Regions from separate parts of the Arabidopsis thaliana genome. Here region 2 is linked to region 1. Evidence: chromatin contacts called from public capture Hi-C data. All regions are on one chromosome and are shown on one strand. Each heading gives the region's core, a stretch centred on a gene start, on an enhancer-like site or on the middle of the called end of the contact. The rest is flanking DNA. Distances are from core to core; before and after follow the strand shown. Region 1 holds the start of AT1G02770. Region 2 holds the start of AT1G02990.

The links. Capture Hi-C pulls out chosen DNA fragments and counts their contacts.
Region 2: a capture Hi-C map of seedling shows a contact between it and region 1, with 1.5 times the contacts expected there. The contact joins the promoter of AT1G02990 here to the promoter of AT1G02770 in region 1. A contact is called at or near these places in 2 of 3 other capture datasets (root and seedling).

The regions. Positions count from the first base shown.
Region 1 is chr1:604,887-608,613 of TAIR10.1, reverse strand. AT1G02770 reads left to right here and starts at 1,906. Exons shown (of 6, transcript NM_100156.5): 1 at 1,906-2,085; 2 at 2,292-2,438; 3 at 2,512-2,695; 4 at 2,809-2,909; 5 at 3,010-3,099; 6 at 3,211-3,727. The coding sequence starts at 1,990. The coding sequence ends at 3,543. It overlaps emb2386 (Ribosomal protein L19e family protein), which reads left to right. Exons shown (of 5, transcript NM_100157.4): 3 at 1-216; 4 at 305-372; 5 at 467-815. The coding sequence ends at 494.
Region 2 is chr1:685,346-689,035 of TAIR10.1, reverse strand. It overlaps AT1G02990, which reads left to right and starts at 1,668. Exons shown (of 10, transcript NM_001331374.1): 1 at 1,668-2,192; 2 at 2,285-2,357; 3 at 2,431-2,531; 4 at 2,612-2,980; 5 at 3,071-3,690. The coding sequence starts at 2,040. PEX6 (peroxin 6) reads left to right here. Exons shown (of 13, transcript NM_100181.5): 10 at 86-357; 11 at 434-578; 12 at 672-755; 13 at 890-1,241. The coding sequence ends at 979.

The DNA.
Region 1 (3,727 bases), core at 657-3,156:
ACGAAGAAGATTGACAAGCACATGTACCATGACATGTACATGCGTGTTAAGGGTAATGTGTTCAAGAACAAGCGTGTCTTGATGGAGAGTATCCACAAGTCAAAGGCTGAGAAGGCTAGGGAGAAGACTCTGTCTGATCAGTTTGAGGCTAAGAGGGCGAAGAACAAGGCTAGCCGAGAAAGGAAGCATGCTAGGAGAGAGGAGCGTTTAGCTAAGGTCAGAGCTTAACTTCTTACAAACTTTATAAAGTTTTTTTTTAATTTTGATCAGAGATTCTTATGTGTTGTGGATTGTTTGCTTGTAGGGTCCCGGTGGAGATGTTGCGCCTGTAGCTGCTCCAGCACCTGCTGCTACACCTGCTCCAACTGCAGCGTAAGTGTTATTTCAATTTTGTTGTGAATTGAATTTGTTTCAAATTGGTTAACATCTATCTAAATCGTGTATGTGTGTTTTTTTGCTTGTGCAGTGTACCGAAGAAGAAGTCTAAGAAGTGAAGAGGATATATAGTGTGAAGCTATATCGATCATCAGTTCACGGATTAGACTCTGAAGAAGGTTTTGAATGTTTTATCGAATGCGTTTGTGGAATAACTTTTATTTTCGCAAAGAACATAACTTATGTCAGTTAATCTTTATGCTTTCAGATTTTTAGCTTACAGTGTTTCAACAGACCTACTTTGCAAGTTGTTCTTTTTTTGGTTTCTTATTGTTTTTCGTTCGTCATACGCAATTACAAAATAACCATCCATTAATCCATCCATAAATTGTTAAATTTTAGAATTAATATATGCAATAACAACCATCATCTATTTCGAAGTGTTGTTTATTTTCTTTTGACTTTCGTTTTGTTGATTCTTCACTCTACTCCTCCAGATGATCCAACAAGTGGTCCACCTCTTCTGTCTGCTGAGAGCTTTTAGTAGAAGCGTTATTTGATAATAACTGTAATACATCAACCCAAACGATACTGATATGTTTTCATTTCAATCCTTTACATTAATCAAACACTAATAACAAATTCACAGTAACATATGAAAAACATCACTGTCATTAAATATCAGTGGAGGTATTACGTACCAACCTGTAAGCGCCAATTCATAAAACACTACTAACCAACACCCACTCCCATGTTTTTTTCTAGCTTTTACTATACATGGTATACTTTCATTTTCTTTTAGATAACAGCTAAAGCTTTTTACAACTCGTATGCGAGTCTATGTTCTCCTTGTTGTCTTATTACTATAACGAGCAAATATGTGTTTGACAAGAGAATAAGACAAAGAAAAAGGTCTCACATTGACACGACTTCTATACACACACCAATAAACCAATGTGTGTGATTTTGGATATGCGTTGGAGATATTAACGTATACATTTATTTACATGTAGGAAATACATAGCTGTATCACCAATATCTCCAACACATTTTATCACGTTTAATCCAAAAACTACAATTATCTTTCTTTTTTTTTAATTATTATCATAAGAAAATGTAAAACTATAAACACATGTCAAAATCAATAATGTTACATATATCAAAATCCAATAAAAATATTATGATTGAATATGCGTGGTGAATTGATTGACATGTGTCACAAAAAGAAATTACAAACTTTGAAAAGTCTAGCTTATACAATAAGATGATATATTTTAATAAATAATATATGTGATTCTTTTCTTTTTAGTATTATAAATCTATTATATTATCTTATTTCAATTGATATAATTTAATACACTTTTTCAAAAAACAGTGATTGTAATACTTTTATTATTATACTATCTGTAATTTATTAGATAATTTTCCTTTTATTTATATAATAAATGTTCTTTTTAAACTTGTATTTTGGGTTGACAAGGCCCAACAAAAGCCCATAAATGAATTTCGGATGGATATATAGAAGAGAAAGGACATTTCGCCTGCATGGGTAAAAAACTCAACAAATCCTGAAAACAACAAATTCCCGAATCACACAGCGAGGAGGAAGAGAATATGGATATGAGTGTGATTATGAGGTATGGGGATGATAAAGCCGAGGAGTTATGCCTTGAAGTGGAGGATTACTGGGCTCGAGTGGATGAATCCGATGTATGTAATTCTTTCATTTTCTTAATTGTTAATTTAGAGGATTTTTACCTTTGGGTTGTTCAAGATGACGACTGTTGTTGCATGTTGCTTAAATTTGTCACAAAGATTAACTTTAATAGATCTGCTTAATCTATGATTGTTCTGTTTTTTTGAACGAAAATTTCTCTTCTTGCTAAGTGATTTATTATTAATTTTTTCGTAATTAGGGTTTCGATGTCGAGGGAATCCAAGCACCACCAGGGGGCACTCCATTGATACACTACGACTGTCATCTGCCCAATAGTAGGCATCCTGATCCTGTATTGGTCAAGCTTTATGCTAGTGCGGGGCTTCATCGCTACAATATGTTGGAGGTAAAAAAAACTCCATCGTGGTAACAGAATGCTTGTGTACATACATGACATTTAATTGCTCTCTTTTTCTCAGGGGACGAACTTCAAGCTCGTTGATGTAATGAAATTCAACAAGTTAATGATGCATTTGTCCCCTTTCTACATAACTTTACTTGCACAAGATCCAGTTAGCCGTTCGCAGCAAACCTTTCAGGTTCAAGTTGATGAACACTGTCTTAGCACTATGGATTTGACGGTTCTAATTGCTAGACCTAAAGGTAAGTAAACATTGTTGTTGTTGTTGTTTTTCTTCTTCTATATATATACAAGTAGACTATAAAAGTAGGTAGTCTCATCACTTGCTGATAAATCATGCATGTTGCATATATAGCTGTGTCCACCAATGAGTCCGTCTTAGCTCCGCAGAGTTTTTCAGTGGAAGAATCGCCTGAGTGGCCGTCAGATTTCAATGATGGAAAACGATTCTACCGGGTAAGACACAGCATCATCAGTTTTGTTTTGTTCATGATCGATTATAAGCAGGACTACTGATATGTTTTTTTATTATTTTTATTATTGCTTTTTCATTTAGGTGAAGGAATCTGAGTTGCGTAACAATGATTGGATTTCTCTATATTTGCAACTTGTACTCGTATCACATGATAGGATGAGAATCTCAGATGTAAGTCTTGACTTTTTCTTTAATTGTATCTTTTTTGCATATCAATGACACACCATGAGTTGGTGATAATCAATAACTTTTGGTTTTGTTTCTCAACTGTTGTTGGTGCAGAGCGATCTGTCCAAGCTGAAGATTGTGGAAGCGGTGATAGAAACCAAGGACGATATGCTGCCGCCGAATGAGAGACTACTCAATGCCAAAACTGCAATTGTGTACATAACTTTTAAGGGCTTCACCAAGTGTCGGATTGGTGATGAGCATACTGAACGCAAAACTATAGTTAGAAGAATATTCGATGAGGATACAGGACACCTTTCTATCAAGGGTGAGTTGATTGGTGAGTACAAGCTTGGAGGGGACTTTGACCCTGGTTGTTATTTCAACTCTCCCGCGATTCTAGAAGCTAGGCGTATTTGTCAGGGCCTGCCGCCACAGCCGTTTTGATGCCTTGATGGACTATATATATATATGCTGTCTGCCTGGTAGCAAGAGTTACATTTTCAAATATGGATGCTGTTATTTTGTGGATTTTTAAGTGTCTAATATATTATCGAATATGCAGTGTTTTGTGGATTTTGAAGTGTCTAATATTTATTGAATACAGTAAGTTAATATATATATATATTAT
Region 2 (3,690 bases), core at 419-2,918, 81 kb before region 1:
GTAAGTTATATTTCTTCTTCCCTAGGAGAAGCATATTGAGTCTTTGGTTCTGATTCTTAAACTAGTGTGTTTTCTTCAATTGCAGGCAAGGTCAGCGCGACCTTGTGTGATCTTCTTTGATGAGCTTGATTCTCTTGCTCCAGCTCGAGGTGCTTCTGGTGATTCTGGAGGAGTCATGGATCGAGTGGTATCTCAGATGCTTGCAGAGATCGATGGACTCAGCGACTCTTCCCAGGATCTGTTTATTATAGGAGCAAGCAACAGACCTGACTTGATTGATCCAGCTCTTTTACGGCCTGGCAGATTCGACAAACTTCTATATGTTGGAGTCAACGCTGATGCGTCTTACAGGGAAAGGTTAGGCATTTAAACAATCAAAAGCATGTCCAAAGACAAAAAAAATTAGAAGCTTCCTGATTCTTGTTTTTGACAGGGTACTTAAAGCACTGACTCGGAAATTTAAGTTAAGCGAAGATGTATCTCTTTATTCAGTAGCAAAGAAGTGTCCCTCTACATTCACCGGCGCTGATATGTACGCCTTGTGTGCTGATGCTTGGTTTCAGGCAGCTAAGCGAAAGGTGAGAGGGATAGGGTTGAAATTTAAGACTATATAAGTCTCTGTAAAAGCTTTTATTGAAATCGCTTTGTATCTGCATACTTGGCAAATGCAGGTGTCAAAATCGGATTCAGGGGATATGCCTACAGAAGAAGATGATCCCGATTCAGTCGTTGTAGAGTATGTGGATTTTATAAAGGTTAAAACTCTTTTCCTTCATCTACTCATCAAAAAGAGTTGCCATTTTCATGGTTGAGTAGAAATGTTAATTTGTTATGGTTCGGTTTTATCAGTCGAGAGTTATAATAGTTTCCCACTTTGTCTTCTTTGTAGGCAATGGATCAGCTCTCGCCATCACTCTCCATAACTGAGCTTAAGAAGTATGAGATGCTTCGAGATCAATTTCAAGGCCGTTCGAGCTAAACCCCTCTCAGTACATAAAAATTAGCTTATAATGAAGACATTTCATATTTTTTTCCCAGACTATTTTCTCTGAACAGTTCTGTTGATTTGGTTAGTCAATTGATAGTAAAATTAAAGAATCAATAATGTAAAATAATTTTCTTGGTTTGAATTACCTTTGATTGGTTACGCACAAGTGATTCTTCGCTTCCATAGTTCCATGTAATAATATAACACACAAGTGAAGCAGATTATTCAATGGTAAAAGGTTTTCTTAAAAAAATTTCCACAACGGTTCATAAAAGAATTCTGTTTTTGGTTTGGGTAGGAAATAAAATCATCAGTTTGTTATATTAGGTTTGTGTTTTATATTATCTGTTTGATTATGGTGTTGTTAGTAATTTCAGAATATTTTCTCCAAACAATTATTTCAATTGGCATTCCAAAAATAGCGTTTTTGTTTTCCACACGTGACTAAATTCCATTAATTACGTGAAGCATAGAATCCATATGGCGAAAGTTTTTTAAATTACAGTAAAAATTTTTATGATTAAGGAGATTTTACTTGCAAAAAAAAGACAAATCTTTGAAGACTGAAATGACGAACTTGACCACTATGACATCACTTGTCACGTGGGATTTGCTTTGTTTGGGCGAGCTGGTCCGAAATCAATTTTTTTTTTTAGGAAATTATTTTTGTTGAGTTAATTTTTTTTCCTCTTTTTCGTTTGTTCGAGAAAACAGAGAATGAGGAATCAAAAAACGGAATTTTGAATTTGCAACGTGAGGAACCTCCTCTGTCGTTTCGATCTTCAAGTTTTTTTTTAAAGCTTTCTCTCTTCAAAGCTCTTCACGTGAGCTCTCCCAAATCTGGGCGTTATTCGCTTTCTGGATTCTGAATCGCATTATCCAACGAATTCAGCTGATTGATTTTATCGGGCTGCTTTGTTCAAGTCTCTCTATGTAAATGGGTATTTAAGAGTTTTGCTTATTCTCTCGATCGATCTAAGTTTTTTTCTGAGGAAATTTGGAAGATTTTAGCTTCTTCGATTGATATGATATATATAGGTTTGGGTTTTAGATGATTTTGGTGAGTAGTAGCGATGCTAGAAGCGAATTAGGGTTAGGGTTTGGTGGATTAGGTGAAGAAATCATGCAAGATTGTGACTTTGAGGAAGAAAGTACACATTCTTATGTTTCTTGCGTTGACCCAGATGTTGCTCTCTCTTACATTGTAAGCTTCTTCTGACCTCTTAACTATGTTTTCCTTTTCTTCTTCTACAACTACTACTTAGATAGAATCCTTTCTTTTTTCCTTTTCTTAAGGATGAGAAACTCGAAAACGTCTTGGGACATTTTCAGAAAGATTTTGAAGGTGGAGTTTCTGCTGAAAATTTGGGTAAGTTTTCTTGTATATTTAAACTTTGTTGCTTTCTCTTATGTTCATTTATGAATTCAATGAATGTTTATAGGTGCAAAGTTTGGTGGCTATGGTTCCTTTTTGTCTATGTATCAGAGATCTCCTGTTTGTTCACGTCCTAAGACTTCACCAGAAGTTCAACAAAACCAATTGGTAAAGATCATTAAACAACTCAAACTTCGACTAGAGCTTGAATTTAAGCTTTTATAGTGAATGTCATTTTCTGTTTATAGGGTGGTCGATCTAATTGCTCAGCTTCATCACTAGTACCTCAACTATCAATATCCGGATCCGCTTCAAAACCTCCTGCTTCTGATGTTTTGGTCAAATTAAACAAGTTTGTCAAATCAAGTCATATAGGGACACCTGATAGCAAACACATGTCTGACGCAAAAACTTCTTCTTCTGCTCCATCAAATCATAAGACTCTCAGGTTTCGTATAAAAGTTGGTTCAAGTGACCTCTCGTCACTCAAAAACGTTTCTACCTTTACTAAAGAAGGCCTCAATATGCTACCATCAGCATCGCGGGTGAATTGCCTCTCAGAAGTTGAACAAGATTTACTGAATGGGATTTGTGATTCGCCCACTAAAATTCTTATGGTGATTTTGTTTTCTTTTTCTGTTTCTTCCTTCTCCTTAAAGATTGAACAATGATGAATATGAGTTTGACATATACCTTTGTGTGTGTAGGCTATGGTGTCATTCCCTTTGCATAAAGATCAGCTGTTATCACCTCTCTCTGATGATCTTATTCAGTTGGGATCGAAAGAAAAGATTTTGAAAGATGCTGGATATGGTTCTACAAACAAGACGGATGCAAAAAGTACACCCGATGGTTTAGTTGTTTCTGATTCACAAAAGCGTGCTGGTAAGTTTCCTATTGGGAAGAAGGAAAAGTTAAGGGATAGGGTAAAGTATAGGCCACCGTCAAACAAGCTTGACAGAAATCATACCGTATCCAATACTGAAAAAGAGGCTGACAAAGAGTCCTGTGAGGAGCTTGTTTCCAAGACTATGAAGCTTCCACTTTTATCCTGTCTATCACCTTCATATATCCACCCGGCAAAAGAGATTGATAACGTATCAGATTCTAATGTGGAGAGTATATTAAGAGGAACGAACAAAGATGCAGCTTTGATGGGTTCAAAGCCGGAACTAGAAGATAATGTAGTGGCATTTTCAGATCGAAGTGTTAAGGAAACTGAAAGTATTAACGTAAGAAAAGACGTGTACCTGATAAAAGGTGAACCTCTAAACTCATTGGAAAGTAATCCCAAGCGGGAGAAAGCTCCAAGTATTGAACATGTAGA